2 separate regions of the Triticum aestivum genome follow, and region 1 is linked to region 2. Evidence: chromatin contacts called from public Hi-C data. All regions are on one chromosome and are shown on one strand. The core of a region is the stretch at or near the end of the contact, and the rest is flanking DNA. Distances in the headings are between cores, read along the strand shown. Region 1 has its middle 4.8 kb from the start of TRNAM-CAU. Region 2 holds the start of LOC123139286 (calmodulin calcium-dependent NAD kinase).

What was found. A called contact is a pair of places that touch in the nucleus more often than the background predicts.
Region 1: a contact with region 2 is called in a Hi-C map of leaf, with 4 times the contacts expected there. The contact joins the enhancer-like site here to the promoter of LOC123139286 in region 2. A contact is called at or near these places in 2 of 5 Hi-C or Micro-C datasets (both in leaf).

The regions. Positions count from the first base shown.
Region 1 is chr1B:573,952,796-573,960,415 of IWGSC CS RefSeq v2.1, forward strand. It overlaps the pseudogene LOC123139315. Among protein-coding and RNA genes, the nearest start is that of TRNAM-CAU, 4.8 kb to the right of the region's middle. Within about 2 kb of position 1,691, at least 8 of the 8 cell types and tissues checked have an H3K27ac peak or open chromatin away from gene starts, as enhancers often do. A contact at or near this core is called in leaf, where this site is marked.
Region 2 is chr1B:573,634,205-573,641,360 of IWGSC CS RefSeq v2.1, forward strand. It overlaps LOC123139286 (calmodulin calcium-dependent NAD kinase), which reads right to left and starts at 2,146. Exons shown (of 8, transcript XM_044559087.1): 1 at 1,264-2,146; 2 at 373-596; 3 at 204-265. The coding sequence starts at 1,360. LOC123139258 (TNF receptor-associated factor homolog 1b) reads right to left here. Exons shown (of 13, transcript XM_044559076.1): 11 at 5,730-6,073; 12 at 5,459-5,654; 13 at 2,386-4,795. The coding sequence ends at 2,540.

The sequences.
Region 1 (7,620 bases), core at 441-2,940, 320 kb after region 2:
ATCCGGATGTGAAATGTATTTTTGAGGCATGCCCGGCCACTGTCTCTTGACCCGCTCGGACGCGTCCGCGGACGTTTGGGAGGTTGGATTTGGCAAGTCCGGCTGGACATGCTCTCACCCCACCGGCTGAAGATGCTCTCACCCCACCTTTTTTTAGGGAAGGCCATCATGGCTAGCTTTATTGATTAATGCATAACGATACATCATCTACGAGCTTGCTCATCAGACAATCTAGAGGCTCGTCAGTCCAACTAGAAGAAAGTTTATTACAATAACAAAAATTAGCTAGCACATGTGCTGCTTGATTTGCTGATCGAAAACAATGCTTAAAGTTGACCTTCCCAATTAAGGTAGAGATGTCCACACATTCCGCGAATATCGCTGCCGCCGCATCCCACCAAGTACTCTGACCGGAGTAGCAGTTGATCACCGTTAGAGAGTCGGATTCCGCTTCAACTCATTGGAACCCTAGGCTATTTGCCAAGTCCAGTCCGTCTCTCAACGCCATTGCCTCTGATGTCATTGCATCCGCTGCATATGTCATTGCCTCTGATGTCATTGCTCTCACCCCACCTAAAAGAAAGGACCATCGTCATGATGAAACGCTCAGTGGCAACTTGGGTCGCCACATGTACATCTGAATCATGAGATTCACTCGAGCAACTCTGAACCTGGTCTCTCTCTCTCTCTCTCTCTCTCTCTCTCTCTGCTGCGTTTGCTGCTGGGTACCAATACCAAATCCTCACGGTCTCCGCCGCCGCCGCCGCCACCGCCACCGCCACCACAGCAGCCATGCCTCCGCCGTAACTGCCGCGCCCTCCACCCTCCCTCCTCCTCTGCCGCTCCCAGACTCCATCTCCTCTCTGCTGACTCCCCAGCTTCACCCCACCCCCTCTGCCCGTCCCGCCCAAGCGGCGGCACCTCTCCGTCGCACAGCTCGCCAACCCGCTCTCCGCCGCAGGTTTCCTTATCTATTCATTCCCCCTTCAATAACGTGTGCCGGCCGTGCGTTGTTATGACGGCCACAATATGACGACATTAAACAAATAGGGAGGAGCTGGAGCTCTGACATTATAATTTCTTGCAATATGACGGGATTTGATGTCAGTTACTTCAGATCTATGCCAGGGTTGAACGGCGACGACCAGTGGCGAAGCCAAAAGAAATAGATCAGGAGGGTTGAGTGTTATTGTAATAGACTCGGGAGGGCCAAAGCATAGGAAAATTAGTCTTTTAGTACCAAAAATTTACTAATTATGTGCTGTCCATCAGTAAATTAGGAGCATATTCCTGATGTTAGGAGGGGCCAGGGCCTTGTTGGTCCCCTCTTATCCTTAGGGACACGTGCACAAAAGACTTTTCCGTTGTCGTCGACAAGGTCAAACCGGCTTTAGTATGGGAGTAGCAACAGTACACGCCGTCGACTTGTTCGGATGGTAGTAGTGGTCGTCCGGTAGTCCTGGATTCTCGATGTATTTTTTATCATGTTTGAGATGGTGTGTACTTTTGATGAACTTTTATAAAAATAAACCAGATCTTCTCTGAAACAAGTTAATATATGGTGTTTTTTAATAAACAAACAAAAAGAAAATCCTTCTAGTATGTGGACAAGAAATACATCCCGCGTGGACATGCCGTGGCCGTCACCCGCACAGTAACCACCGTAAGAAACGAACAAGAGAGGTTCGTTTCGCTTTGAACACAACAAGTGGTTGAGCCGCAGTTGGCTAGCGCGTATAGGTCTCATTGCTGAGGTCGAGAGTTCGATACCATCGTCGTGATGAAAAACGCTCAGTGGCAACTTGGGTCGCCACATGTACATCTGAAACATCAGATTGACTCGAGCAACTCTGAACCTGGTCTCTCTCTCTTATTTTTTTGCTGCGTCTGCTGCTGGGTACCAATACCAATCCTCACGGTCTCCGCCGCCGCCACCACCACCGCAGCAGCCATGCCTCCGCCGTCACTGCTGCGCCCTCCGCTCTCGCTCCTCCTCCGCCGCTCCCATACTCCGTCTCCTCTCCGACGAATCCCCAGCTTCACTCCATCCCATCTGCCCGTCCCGCCCAAGCGGCGGCACCTCTCCGCCGCCGCCGCGCAGCTCGCCGACCCGCTCTCCGCCGGAGGTTCGCATTATCTATTTATTTTCCCCCTTCAATAACGCGTGCCGGCCGCGCGATGTCGTGACCGGGATTGGTTGCAGGGGCGGACGAGGCGGTGGCGGGCTTCGTCACCGGCAAGCGCAAGGCCACCGAGGTAGCCCACGCGTAGGCACTCTGCTTCCTTCCCGTTGCTGAAACTAAACGCAGTTTTTCGCCCAACCTGAGTCGCCTTCTAGCAGCAGGGCAGGGCAGCATTCTCGTTCCTAACTGTTGTTACGCTGTTACCTGATTATTAGGGTGTGGAGGAGCATCGTTCAGAAAGGAGACACGGTGGTCGATGCCACCTGTGGGAACGGAAATGATACGTTTGCTCTGCTTAAGATGGTGTCCGATGAAACTGGGCGAGGGGCGTGTTTATGGGATGGACATCCAAGATTCCGCGATCGATAGCACCTCCTCTTTTCTGAAAATGGCCGTCGACAGTCGCGAGGTATGTGCATTTCAGCATTTGAAGCAACTTAGCATTGTTGTTGGTCTGTTTGAGGACTATACACAATGTGGCTTCTCTTATGAGTTTCCTTTGAGAAAGAATCAAAGAAGAGACGAAACATAAAACAGTGTATATGATTATTATTTTGTAGCATACTCACATAAATACACTAGTATTCTTGGTCTAAGTGTTTTCAGTGTGATATTTTTCCACCTGGACCTTACAATTTGGAAGAAGAACTAAAAAAAGGCTCACTGCGATATTCTCATGAGAGATGAAGCCTCAGTTTTGTGTCATGTGCTGGCTCAACTCTATATTTTTTTCCATCAGATGGAGCTAGTCAAGTTGTTTACAAAATGTCACAGTAGAATGGAGGAAATTGTTCCAAAAGATTCTCCTGTCAGGTGATTAAATTCTTTTACTTCATTCGTTTTAATTATATGATTCCATTATTGCTGAAATTGGCGGTTCAAGTAACTATGATCTTGAGCATGTACTTTTAGGCTTGTAGCATTCAATCTGGGCTACCTTCCAGGAGGAGATAAAACAATTATCACAGTACCTGAGACAACTGAGCTGGCACTGCAAGCTGCCAGCAGAATTGTTAGCTCAGGGGGACTCATAAGTGTCCTTGTCTACATTGGGCATCTGGGTGGAAGGTAAAAATCATTTCGCAACTGCTAATATTATATCAGTGATTGCTAGTTTGTTAGGTTTTTAAGTAATTACTGATTGCCAGTGTAGTGTGGCCTGCACCTGAAATAGATGGCCGAGGCCAGTTAGTAGACGAGAAGAAAGGTATAGCCTTAATCGGCGGCTACCTTGCCAGCTGGTTTAGTAAATCGATGCGACCATCACGGAAGGTGCGCGATTCCTTGCATCCCAAATCTTCCATGGGGCGTCGATGAGTGCGGCATGCCACACTGTTGCTGTTAGAGGTATATAGGCGGTTGCACCTCCCAAATAGTATTGATATCCTGTTGATGTAGATCGATACCTTAGGCCTTGCCAAATCCGTGTGGCAAAGGGGGGTAGTGGAGGAATAGGTGCGCAGTTGGCATCTCAGGCAGGAGCTTGAGTCCACAATGTGCTTGTGGTGGAGGTTTAGCTTGGTGTTGAGGCGATTGCAGAATAGTAGCCAGCCAAAGTCCTTGACTTTGTTCGGCACATTGCTTTCGCAAATTGAGGCGGCGTTTGGATCTATGGCCTCCTCATGCATGAGGAGGTTGTAGGCATGCTTGAGGAAGCATTTGTCATTACCAAGCTCAAACTGGAAGTCCTGCATGTTGGAACGCATCCTCAGGAGTAGCTACACCCACATGCACACGATCTGTTGCACGTTCTACTGCACACGATCTGCACCTTAGTCTGTAGGCTGTTAGCTAGAGTTTAGCCAAGGTTGTTGTTAGTGGTTAATGGCATGCATGCCTTGTTGTATATGTACGCTGTCAACGGATGAATAAAACTGTCAATTCTTCCAATCGCTTTCTACACTGCAACAAAGACAAGAGCGACTGCAATTCGAGGGAGGCCACATTAATTAGGTGATTCCTCACATTAGATATAGACTGTCAGACATGCTGAGGATACCCAAATATTAGGCTCAGTTGAGTGAGAGAAAATATTTGGAAAAGCGGCAGCTACCGGTAGTTGATGACGCCAAGTATCTAGCCAGAAGAAGGTGGATCGGCCATCCTTCATCATGATGATGGAAATTTTTCGTAGTGTAGGTATTTGGTGGTTAATAATATTTGACTATAGACTTGCTTGTAACTTGACATCAGAATCTTGTTGTTTAATATCAAACTCCAATCAACTATCATTTAAGACTGAATCCATTTATCTTCTTCACTTTCTTATCTGCAGGGATGAACTCGATATTGTTGAATCATTTGCGTCAAGCTTGTTGTTTAACTTTATACTTCTATCATATACATGTAAGACTGAATCCATTTATCACCTTCCTCACTTTCTTATCTGTAGGGATGAACTCGATATTGTTGAATCATTTGCGTCAAGCTTGCCTGCTGATACATGGGTGAGCTGCAAGTTTGAAATGATCAACAGGCCAGTTGCTCCAGTACTAGTTCTTCTGCACAAGAAATGATTGCAGTTCCAGTGAAGCTCTAAAAGTTTGAGACTCCCTGTTCCGGTTCGTGATGAATGAAATGCCTTAACGGATACTGCGATCCTGAATTTCGGATTATGGTTATGAGTTACGAGAAAGAAATTATGTAAATGCTACAGTTAGCTGTTTATTTTTTATCTTTGCAACAGTTAGCTGTAACCGAATGATTAAGGTGTTTTGGTGATTGCTCCCAAGTATTACTCCACCAAAATATCGACACTAAGGTGTTCATGTGTAACGACCCTTGAAGCAATGTCTCTCAAGTTTTGCATTGTTGTGTAACTGTATGTCAGTGTCCTAAATATTGACATGCCGTAGACCTGCAGTCCTTGGAAACATGATCATTGGCGTGACTGATAAAACTGATTGTTGGCTTGGACCATGTGCAAATCGCTGAACCAAGAGCTAGAATGATCATGTTGGTAGAATGGCACTGCGCTCGTGTTCTTCTTTTATCTATCTGTGTATTGTTCTATTATTAATACCTTAGATTTGAATAAATCCAAGCAGGTATTTGCGTACAGAATTTACAGAACTTGATCCCCATCCGTGTGGTTAAATTGAACTTTGACTCCAATACGAACAAGTCCATCTCAAATTCACCGTGCGCCAAACAGAACTGAAAAATTATGCATGTTGCTTTTTAAGTGGATGATCGGAAGAAGTATTAAAACGAAGTAGCTCTTGGCCTTGGAAGGGAACTGCTATATGTCAGGAAACATGAGCAGTAAGGAAATTATCCTCAGATCTGTATATGTGTCAGCATAAAAATCAATACAGGAGCTATACATGATCTGTGTATGTGAGTAATCATGGGAACGATGGTTTGCATGGTCCCTTCTGTATCAAGTATGTTTGTTGCGGTGGTAAAATAACAAGTAGGGTGGTGGCGCAGTTGGCTAGCTGAGTTCGAGCCCCTCTCACCCCAAACTGAAAAAAGAGACCACCGTTGTGATGAAAAGCTCAGTGGCAACTTGGGTCGCCATATGGTACACCCGATTCATCAGGTCAAACCGAGCAAGTCTGAACCTTGGTCTCTCCTTTTTTTTCTCTTTTGGCTTTGTTCACTTTCAATTTAAAACGAGCTGACACACTTGCTCATTTGAGTTCTTCTCTCATCTTGTTTCTGTTGCCCATGCTCGCTGATGGCTCTTTCTGCAGGGGCACTGAACACTACCTTTGGGGTTCCCTAGGTGAGTTAGTACGGCACTCTGTCACTATGCAATCCTACTAAGTGCAGCATTATGCTCCGGATTTGTATGTTCTCTGACGGCACCGGATTCTCACACTTGTATGTGGTTACTTACTAACAGAAGAGGCTGTGTCACTGTCAGTCATACAGAACATACAAATCAGCGGCACGGTTGGTATACAAATAACATTGAATCCGGTGTCGTATTTTTCCTGCTCTGCATCGACCCATTGCCTTGCCTTGCCCAGGCGGCGGCACCTCTTTGCTGCGCAGCTCCTCGTCACCCTGATTGTATGGATGAAGGACGCAATGGTTGGCAAAATTTTGTGGATTTTTTTTCAAAAAACAATTGATCTAGTATCCAAAATCTTCATGTACCAAGAAGGTTTTTTTCCATCAAAATGATAATACCTTATAGAAATGACAAAAGAAATAAAGACTATTTACTACATAATCATACAGTTGGTATACAATGGACTATGAAGTGAATGGGCAAGAAAAATGCTAATTATCTGCTGCTGATGACATGTATAGGTGTAGTCTGATGTTTAACTCGTGTTTGCTTCGTCCCTTTTTGTTGCCAAAGATGGCACCGGTAAGAAAGGTCATTTGGGCACTGAAAGTATTGGAGTATACATCATATAAAAAAAATTCTAGCCAAAATGTACACCCATAACCAACTGTGGATCCACCCCCGGTGACACTTATTTTGGATCGGAGGGAGTATCATTTAAGACCGAACCCACTTATCTTCTTCGCTTTCTTATCTGTAGGGATGAACTAAATATTGTTGAATCATTTGCATCAAGGTGGCCTGCTGATACATGGGTGAGCTGCAAGTTAGAAATGATTAACAGGCCGGTTGATCCAGTACTAGATTATTTTTTGTTTTTGTTTTAATTTACTGTTCATCAGTCGAACCTAGTCAAACCCGATCACATGTGGTCAAACCCAGTCAACGTGCTTAAAATCTGGTTTTGGACCAAGCTTATCGGGTTTCGAGACTTGAAGGACCAAATGTATACCAAAAAATCTTAAGGAACCAAGTCTATACTTTTGGAAAACTTGAGAGAGCAAAAACATGCCTTTCTCTTTGAAGAAAGAAAAAAAAAACTGAAGCTTTCTGAACATGGACAGTAGAAAGAATGACACCCGAATCCAGCTCCAACGGTGAAAAAGAAGAAAGAAGCTCATGTGCGCGAGAGAGATGACACCGGCAGCCAAACTGCCGTAGTGTGCAAGGCAAAAACTTGAAGACCATTTGCCATATATAACTTGCCCGAGTTCTCCGTCGAGCACGGAAGGCCAGTATCGGTCGGTGTTAATGCCTCCTCGATCGGGCCAACTTGTGCTGGTTAACTTGGTTAGAGATGTCTACCGGGACGCGTGTGAATGTTCTTCCATCTGAAATGCCCATTTTCGTTCATCCATATAGTATCTTGCCTCTGCACAGTTGCCTCCTCCGGGAATCAAGTCGGTTGTGATCCAGATTCCGACCGATCAGAGTGTTCGGACTCTTTTAATCGTGCCCGCCAAACTCCGGCGAATTTTCCAACAGGAATCTGTGATGTCAAGGCTAGCTCGATCGGTGCGTTGCAACTAGTACCACCCCCTCTGCATGCCTTTATATGCTGGAGTGTCTCCATCTGCCTGGAGAGAGCGGTGCATCGTCTATCAGCAATGGCAGCGATCGGCGCCACCACCGTCT
Region 2 (7,156 bases), core at 896-3,395:
ATAATTCAAGGACGAAATCCAGCACGCTGATAAAGAAGAACTTATCAAACCACACACAAGAGCGGCATACCAAGTACTACATACACTAAGATGATGCAAGCTAAAAATAATGGGCGAAACAAAGCAAAGAATAGACAACCACGACGCATCGACAGGCTCTACTGCAATGACGCGTGCCGCCTAAAGAATGGATAATCAATCACCTGGTGGCCTCCAATACCATGTTCCGGAGCTTTCTTTTGGGCGCGCCTTCCACTGTCAGAACCTGTGGAGATCACACTGTATCAAATCAATATACAAAATATCAGTGGAAGAACATGCATCGTTCGCAAGGAAGAAAGAACGGAAGGTCGATTTCTCCTTAATTTTTACCTGGGTGATCATGTAGGTGGAGCATTTCCAGTGGAAGGAGAAGTAGCCGAGTATGCACTTGTCGAGCTCCTCGATGAAGTTGACGATGAGGGACCCCGGGTCGGCGGTGTTGTGGAAGAAGGCGAATATGTTCTCCTCGTAGCCCTTGTTCTTGCGCAGGTAGTCGTAGGCCAGCGTGCACAGGTGCGGGCACTCGCTGGCTTGGTCGAACCCGATTTGCCTGGCTGGAGAAAAATGTCACAGATTTTTGTCAGGCAGGAAGGTTCAGGGGAAGCAGCGTGGCTCCAAAACCGCATTATTGTCATAGGATTGTGCACAGCAGCTAGAGCCAGAAGGAAGGAACATGCCGTGCGTCTGGATCTTTGATGGCGACGTGGGTTTTACTAGTTTATTGTGAAAGAAGGGTGGGAAATGATAGCGATGTGCGTGCATCCGGCAGAGTCACAGAAACATTATCTAATGTACAGTTTTCTTGTGTATGGTATGGGCAAGTTGGGTGTCTAGTTAAATGTCCACCATGAGCAAGCAGACCCGGTACTAATTTTGATTAACAAATCGAGAGGGGATGCTTGTGCAGCTGGGATTCCCTATTTCTTGGATTGGGATCCGGTGGGGCAAGTTATAAACGGGCGAGCCCCGGGAATCTGAGGCGGTTCGCCTGATGAAATGGATCGCACGAACAAATTCACAGGTGCAAAACGAAGCAGTACTACTACTAGTACAAGATGAATGAAAGATGAGCATACAAACAGCACAGACGAACAGAAACGGCGTCCAGATTACTCGAGGAACTGAAACTGGGCGAGGAAGAAGGGCAGCTTACGATGGCAGGCTAGCAGCGGGAGCTAAAGCTGAGGGCGGGGGAGGGGAGGAGCGCACGCACGCACGTACCGACGTAATGGGAGAAGCGCTCGAGCTCCTCGACGCGGCTGGCGCTGGAGACGGCCAGGCGCGGCACCAGCGCCGCCGCGGGGCCGTCGTCCCTCATGCCGCCTCCTTCCGCCCCCCCCTACTTCCGGCAGTTGAAGGCGAGTGGAGACGAGAAATGCGGTGGGGTAGTGGGATCAGGCGACGAGGGAGGAAGAGGAAGGAGGGTGCGGCGTGGATTTGTTTATACGGAGCGGGAGCGGGAGCGGGTCGTCGATGCTTCTGGACAACCCACCCGAGGGTGGGTCGGAAATCCTGGAGCCCCCCGGGGGGCCGGGGACAGGCGGTACAGTGGCGTGCCCCTAGCTACGGAGCGGAGCGGACGGAATGCGCGGCCGGGGCGGCGGCGATGGCGACGGCCAGGGCCCGGGTTTCGCCGGGTGGGAAGCAGTCTGCACTGCACTCGGCGGCCGCGGCGTGCAAGGGAGGAAGGAAGGCCTGGCTCTGGCTGTGTGTATATGTATGGACGGTACGGTACGTTCCGCGGCCTCGCGACGGCGCGCGTACGGCGTAGAGGAGAGGAGCGCGCGGTGGTGGTTGGTGGTGGTGTGCAGGGTGAGGGGCCGTTGGTGGCTGGCGAGAGAAAGAAAGAAAGAAAGCGTACGGGTGAAATGATCGGGCGCGGGCAGTTTTGACTTTGCTGCCCACCGCCCAGACCAGATTTGTTAGTGCATTTCTTTCTACACCTCGAATCCAACTGCAAGGGCCAGCAGCCATGTGCGGGTTCCCGGCGACGTCTTCCGATCTTCTCGGCCCGCGTCCCCCGTCGCGTCAACAATGCACGCCTTCCTTGACTCGTCTGATCGTCTCGCGCCATGGAAACGAACCTGGTGGTAGGCGGGCGCCGAATGACCCGACCAACCAAAAGCGTTCCATCCTGGCCGGCTTCTTTTGTTGGCCCCTGCTACGTACTGTAGTAGGCACTAGGCAGCGACCGTCGACCGACGCACAAATCCCAACATTTTCGACGATTGAAGGGACCGAGGAAAGGTTAGAACGGCGCCTGATGACGCGTTCACTCCAGTCAGTCAGTCAGTCAGGCACTCAACTGCAAGCTTTTAAAGCAGACGACGAGAGCGCTTTACGGAAATGTAAACTGTATCCCTTTTCTTTTCTCCCCTTTTTTAAAGCTAAAGGTTTCAAATTACATGCCCATGGCGGCACAAGCATCTGTTACAACAAGCATTATTTCCTTCGACTGTAAGACTGACTGTATACAGGCATATATCATCCCATCGCATCACCAGCGCCCGTTGTTGGCCTGGCGCCGATACGCGGCCGCGGCAGAGCCCACACCGTTCACCCCGCTCGCCAGGTTGCTGCTGTAGTCCCCCATCTGGTGGTGGTGCTGCGGGAACCCGTTTGTGCTCAGCGATCCGAGATTCATCGATGACGGATTCACAGGGCTATGCCCGCCATACAGCCATGGCTTTGATGTGCTCATGTCGGACAGGCCACCATTGGTGCCGTATGTGTCCAGCGAGGAGAACTGCATCTCCCTCGCCCCCTGGAGAGGGCTCATGTCATAGGCCCTCGAGAACCCATCATCGTAGTACCGGTCCGTGGAATTGAACCGACCGGGACTGCTGACAGAAGCCATCATCTCAGGATCTGCCAGGCTGCCTCTGCTAAACCGCCCAGGACTGCCCACAGAAGACATCTCAGAATCTACCAAGTTTCCTCTGCTAAACCGCCTGGAACTACTGACAGAGGCCATATCCAAATCTGCCAAGCTGCCTCTGCTAAACCGCCCTGGACTGCTAACAGAAGCCATTTCTGAATCTGCTATGTTGCCTCTCAGCGAAAATGGCAGACCATAGGCATGGTAATCATGGCGCATAGGCTCGGCCTTACTGCCATTGGTCTGTCCCTCGTCGAGCAAATCATTGATGATGTCAAGGTGCTGATATTCTTCAGCCACGGGCGCCTGTGGCTGCTGCATGACAAAACTGACAGGAGTCTGTCTAGGTGGTTGCAATCCTCCAAACCTGCTGAAGTTTTCTGTTTCAGTACCGCGTGTCTGCTGATAAGCATCATCTTTCCAAGTTTGTTGATACGCATGACCATTTGTCGTCCGTTGGTAAGGGGAATCGTCCCTCCAGAGATGATTGTTGATGCTACTATCACCTTTCCATGGTTGCCAACTATCAAGTGTATCTGAATTCCCCAACCCAGATTTAAATCCATGCCTAGCTGACAACAACTGATCGTTCCTCCCAGCAGGAGGCATCATTAGTGACGCAGTTGATGCATATGTTGATAGCGGCTGCGAAAGTGCAGTACCTTGTCCCAGAGTAGTTGACTGATATGAAAGAATTGAAGAGGATGTACCCAGACCAGGCTTACCAAGGATGGCATTACGGTAGGTCTGTGGAACATACGCTGGGGCAGAAGGGGAAGGATCATTTCCTGATCTTCCAGCTGCTTCACTCGCTGAGCGCGGAAGCAATGTAGAAACTTGAACTTGTGGAGTAGCTGGTACAGTTGTTCTTGGTGTAGGGAATACAGGGGCACTTGAAGGCCTTGATGTTGTGACAGCAACCTCAGAAACTCTGGTGGATGTAACCTTTATAGGAGTAGTCTCTTCCCGAGCTTCTGAATAAGTGGTGGAAGAAGTTTGTGGCGATGCGGAGGGAAGTGGAGCAGCTTTATCAACTTGTGGTAGTCTTGGGGGGGCTGGTATGGATTTATCAACTTGCAGTGATCTTGAAGGAGTGCCAGCATCCTTAGCAGATGGTAGTGTTATGGGTACAACTACAGAAGATTTACCAGCTGATGGAGATTTTAGAGGTACCAGATTAGCTTTATCAGTCGCTGGAGATTTCAGAGGAACCACAGCAGCTTTAGCAGCTGGTGGAGATTTCGGAGGAACTGAAGTAGCTTTATCAGTCAGTGGAGATTTTGGAGTGACTGGAATAGCTTTATCAGTTGGCGGAGATTTTGTAGGAACTGGAGTAGCTTTATGAGTTGGCGGAGATTTTGGAGGAACTGGAGTAGCTTTTTCAGCTGGTGGGGATTTCGGACGAACTGGTGTAGCTTTATCAGTTGGAGGCGATTTGGGGGGAACTGGAGCAGCTCTATTGATTCGTGGCGATCTTGAAGGAAGAGGAACATCTTTATCTGTATCAGTTGGAGTTGATTTTGAGCTATTCGGAGCTGCTCCAATTGGTTGCGCTGTCAAACTTGATCCATGATCTTTGTTTGAAACTGGATCAACCTTTGTTCTGGTAGGGGCCTTAACAGGCACAGCTTCAGTACTCGTGGTGGCTGGCATGCCTGAAACAGCTTCTTCTGGCACACCATTGGCCAGAGGGACCTCCTTATTGGCTGTTCCATTGGCTTTTACATCGTTCGTAAGTTCAGGGGAATGTTCCGGGCTCTTCAGAACATCAGGTGGCTTCTCCGTAGAACTGGATGAGGATGATCCATTTGTCTTTGTTTGAGATTCCATTGCTTCAAAGTGGGCTTTGAAAAGTTTTCTCCCCTCAATGTTTTTCTGAAATATACATAGAGAAAGATAGGTTACAGAAATGAATTGGTTGAAGCTACGAAGCAGGAAGACAAGATCCAGGCAGTGCATCTGCTACGAGTGACTACTGTACATACATTTATCTGTATTGTATGCACTTGAGAAAAGGTTTTTCCTTTCCTGTAAGGAAAAAAGGACATATCGTATTTTCCAACCAGACACTACCATGCGGGGTGGTGATCGGGGATAGAAAAATAAACCAGAATCTTGTTTCTACCATAGGTCGTAGATACCTTACCTTGTCCACTTGACAAACAAAAAAGCATGTAATAAGTGCATGGACATTGTCGACCAGAACAGCACAGCACAGAACTTAGGAACAAGTCTACCTTAACAGTGTTGATGTGAGATATGAACACATGAATTTATCCAGACTGAATCAGTACTCAAATGAATAGAAGATGCATCGTTAACCATTTCAAAATTAATTGCAAACCATCTAATGCTAGATATTATAAAAGTACATAAGAGTAATGGGAAACATATATTCCATATCTATCAAGTTTAAAACCAATTCTTATAATTCAGATCCTTCAACAATCAATCAGATGTAGAAACTCAAAAATACAGCAGAACTTTTGAACATCATGACAATAGAAAGGCAATGATATTTTCGAAAGAGAAACTTACCTCATGGAGACGCTGCCCCAGCTCACGAAGTCTATCTTTCAAGGTGAGTAGAACAGTATCCCGGTCCAATTTTGGAGCAGTGCCACAGCCAGAACTATTGCGATCTGAACTACCAGTTACACTGGAGGAGGGAAGGCAATCGTCTTCTTCGGCATAACTGATAATGCTTATGCCCTTGTTACGCTGATTTTTCCCTCTGCACAAGTTCAGTTAGCCCAGGTGCCATCTTACAAGAACAATGCAAAACTTTAAACATATAGTCTTCACCTACCTATTTGGTGACAAGTGATTTCTGCTGTCTGGTAAATTGTTTATTTTGCTGTGAATGCCATTCATAGCAGTAGAATCAGCTGAAAATGCTGATGAGTTGGCCTCCATAGAGGAGACTCTCTTTCCATTCATAGGTCTAGAACTGTCCAAATGATCTGGCCCATCTGAAGCACCTTCTTCCAAGGTAAGGCCAACCTTCAGTGCCACTTCTTCTGCCTGCTTAGATGGTAAGCCATCACTGTCATCAACTGCGATTTCGTCATTAAGTCTTTCCAGAATTCTTGCTTCAGATTTATCTTCTCTTTCCTTGTCTTTAACCTTACGGTTGTTCTTCTTTTGTTTGGCCTGGAAAGAAATAGTTTAAGAACACACCAGCAGAAAACAAGAACAATGCAGTAGCAAAGAAAGCATCAACCAAACAATGAGATATTAGACCCAAGGGTATTTAAACTCGAAAAAATGTACAGATTAGAAACGAAAACCATGCACTAATCTACTAAAGTATCCATTGAGATACACACAAATCATAATAACTTCATCGCAAGAAATAAAGCTGATCTTCATGAATGGTGTAGCACAAAATGTAACCAACATAGGACTAAGTGCTAATACTTGTATCTCGAATACACATAAAGGGGAGCCAGGGTAGGGAGACGGGTAAAATATGTGCAGTCAACAGTTCTAGGATATCCTCACCACAAAATAAGGTTAGCTGTGTGGGTATCATAAACCAGAAAGAAAGCTGTTCCTTGGTAACATGAGATAACATGCATGACATGCCATACATCTATAGTCTATACGTTAAAAAGCTCTTTCAAGCTCAGGCAACTTATGCAAGTTTTAGCTGGACTATGGGCCAAGTTCATCACAAAGACATCAAGCTAAGTTCTTAGTGTTTTCACAACATAACCGAAAACCCAAGAGAAAAGAAGTTAAAAACTAGAAGGATTCCAAGTTTACAGCCAGTTCTCAGTACAAAACACAAGCTGCCTTGTTTTATTCATCCCAGCAATGAGTTCCAGGCAGTTTCTATCCAATAATCACCCACTGCCACTTCATAAAAGTAGTGAAGGATATGAAAATTATGACTGATGAAAAATGAATAATATAGTGCATCTAGGGATGGCATTTTTTCCCATGGGTATGGATATAAATGGGTATGGGCAAGACTTGGAGAGATTTTGTACCCACGGGTAATGGGTATGAAATTACGCCCATGGGTAACCCAATGGATACCCAGAAAAAGTTAATAAATGAAAATAACTCCTATGACGTTGTGGGATCAACATCCAACTCCTGTGGCCCACCCTAAGTCTTGTATTCCATACCTGCCATAGCTCATAGGCCCATAATCACCTGCTCGCCACTCCTATGTCCTCTATGAGACTCCTCGAATGATGAAATCTCAACTCTTTGCTACCGGACTCA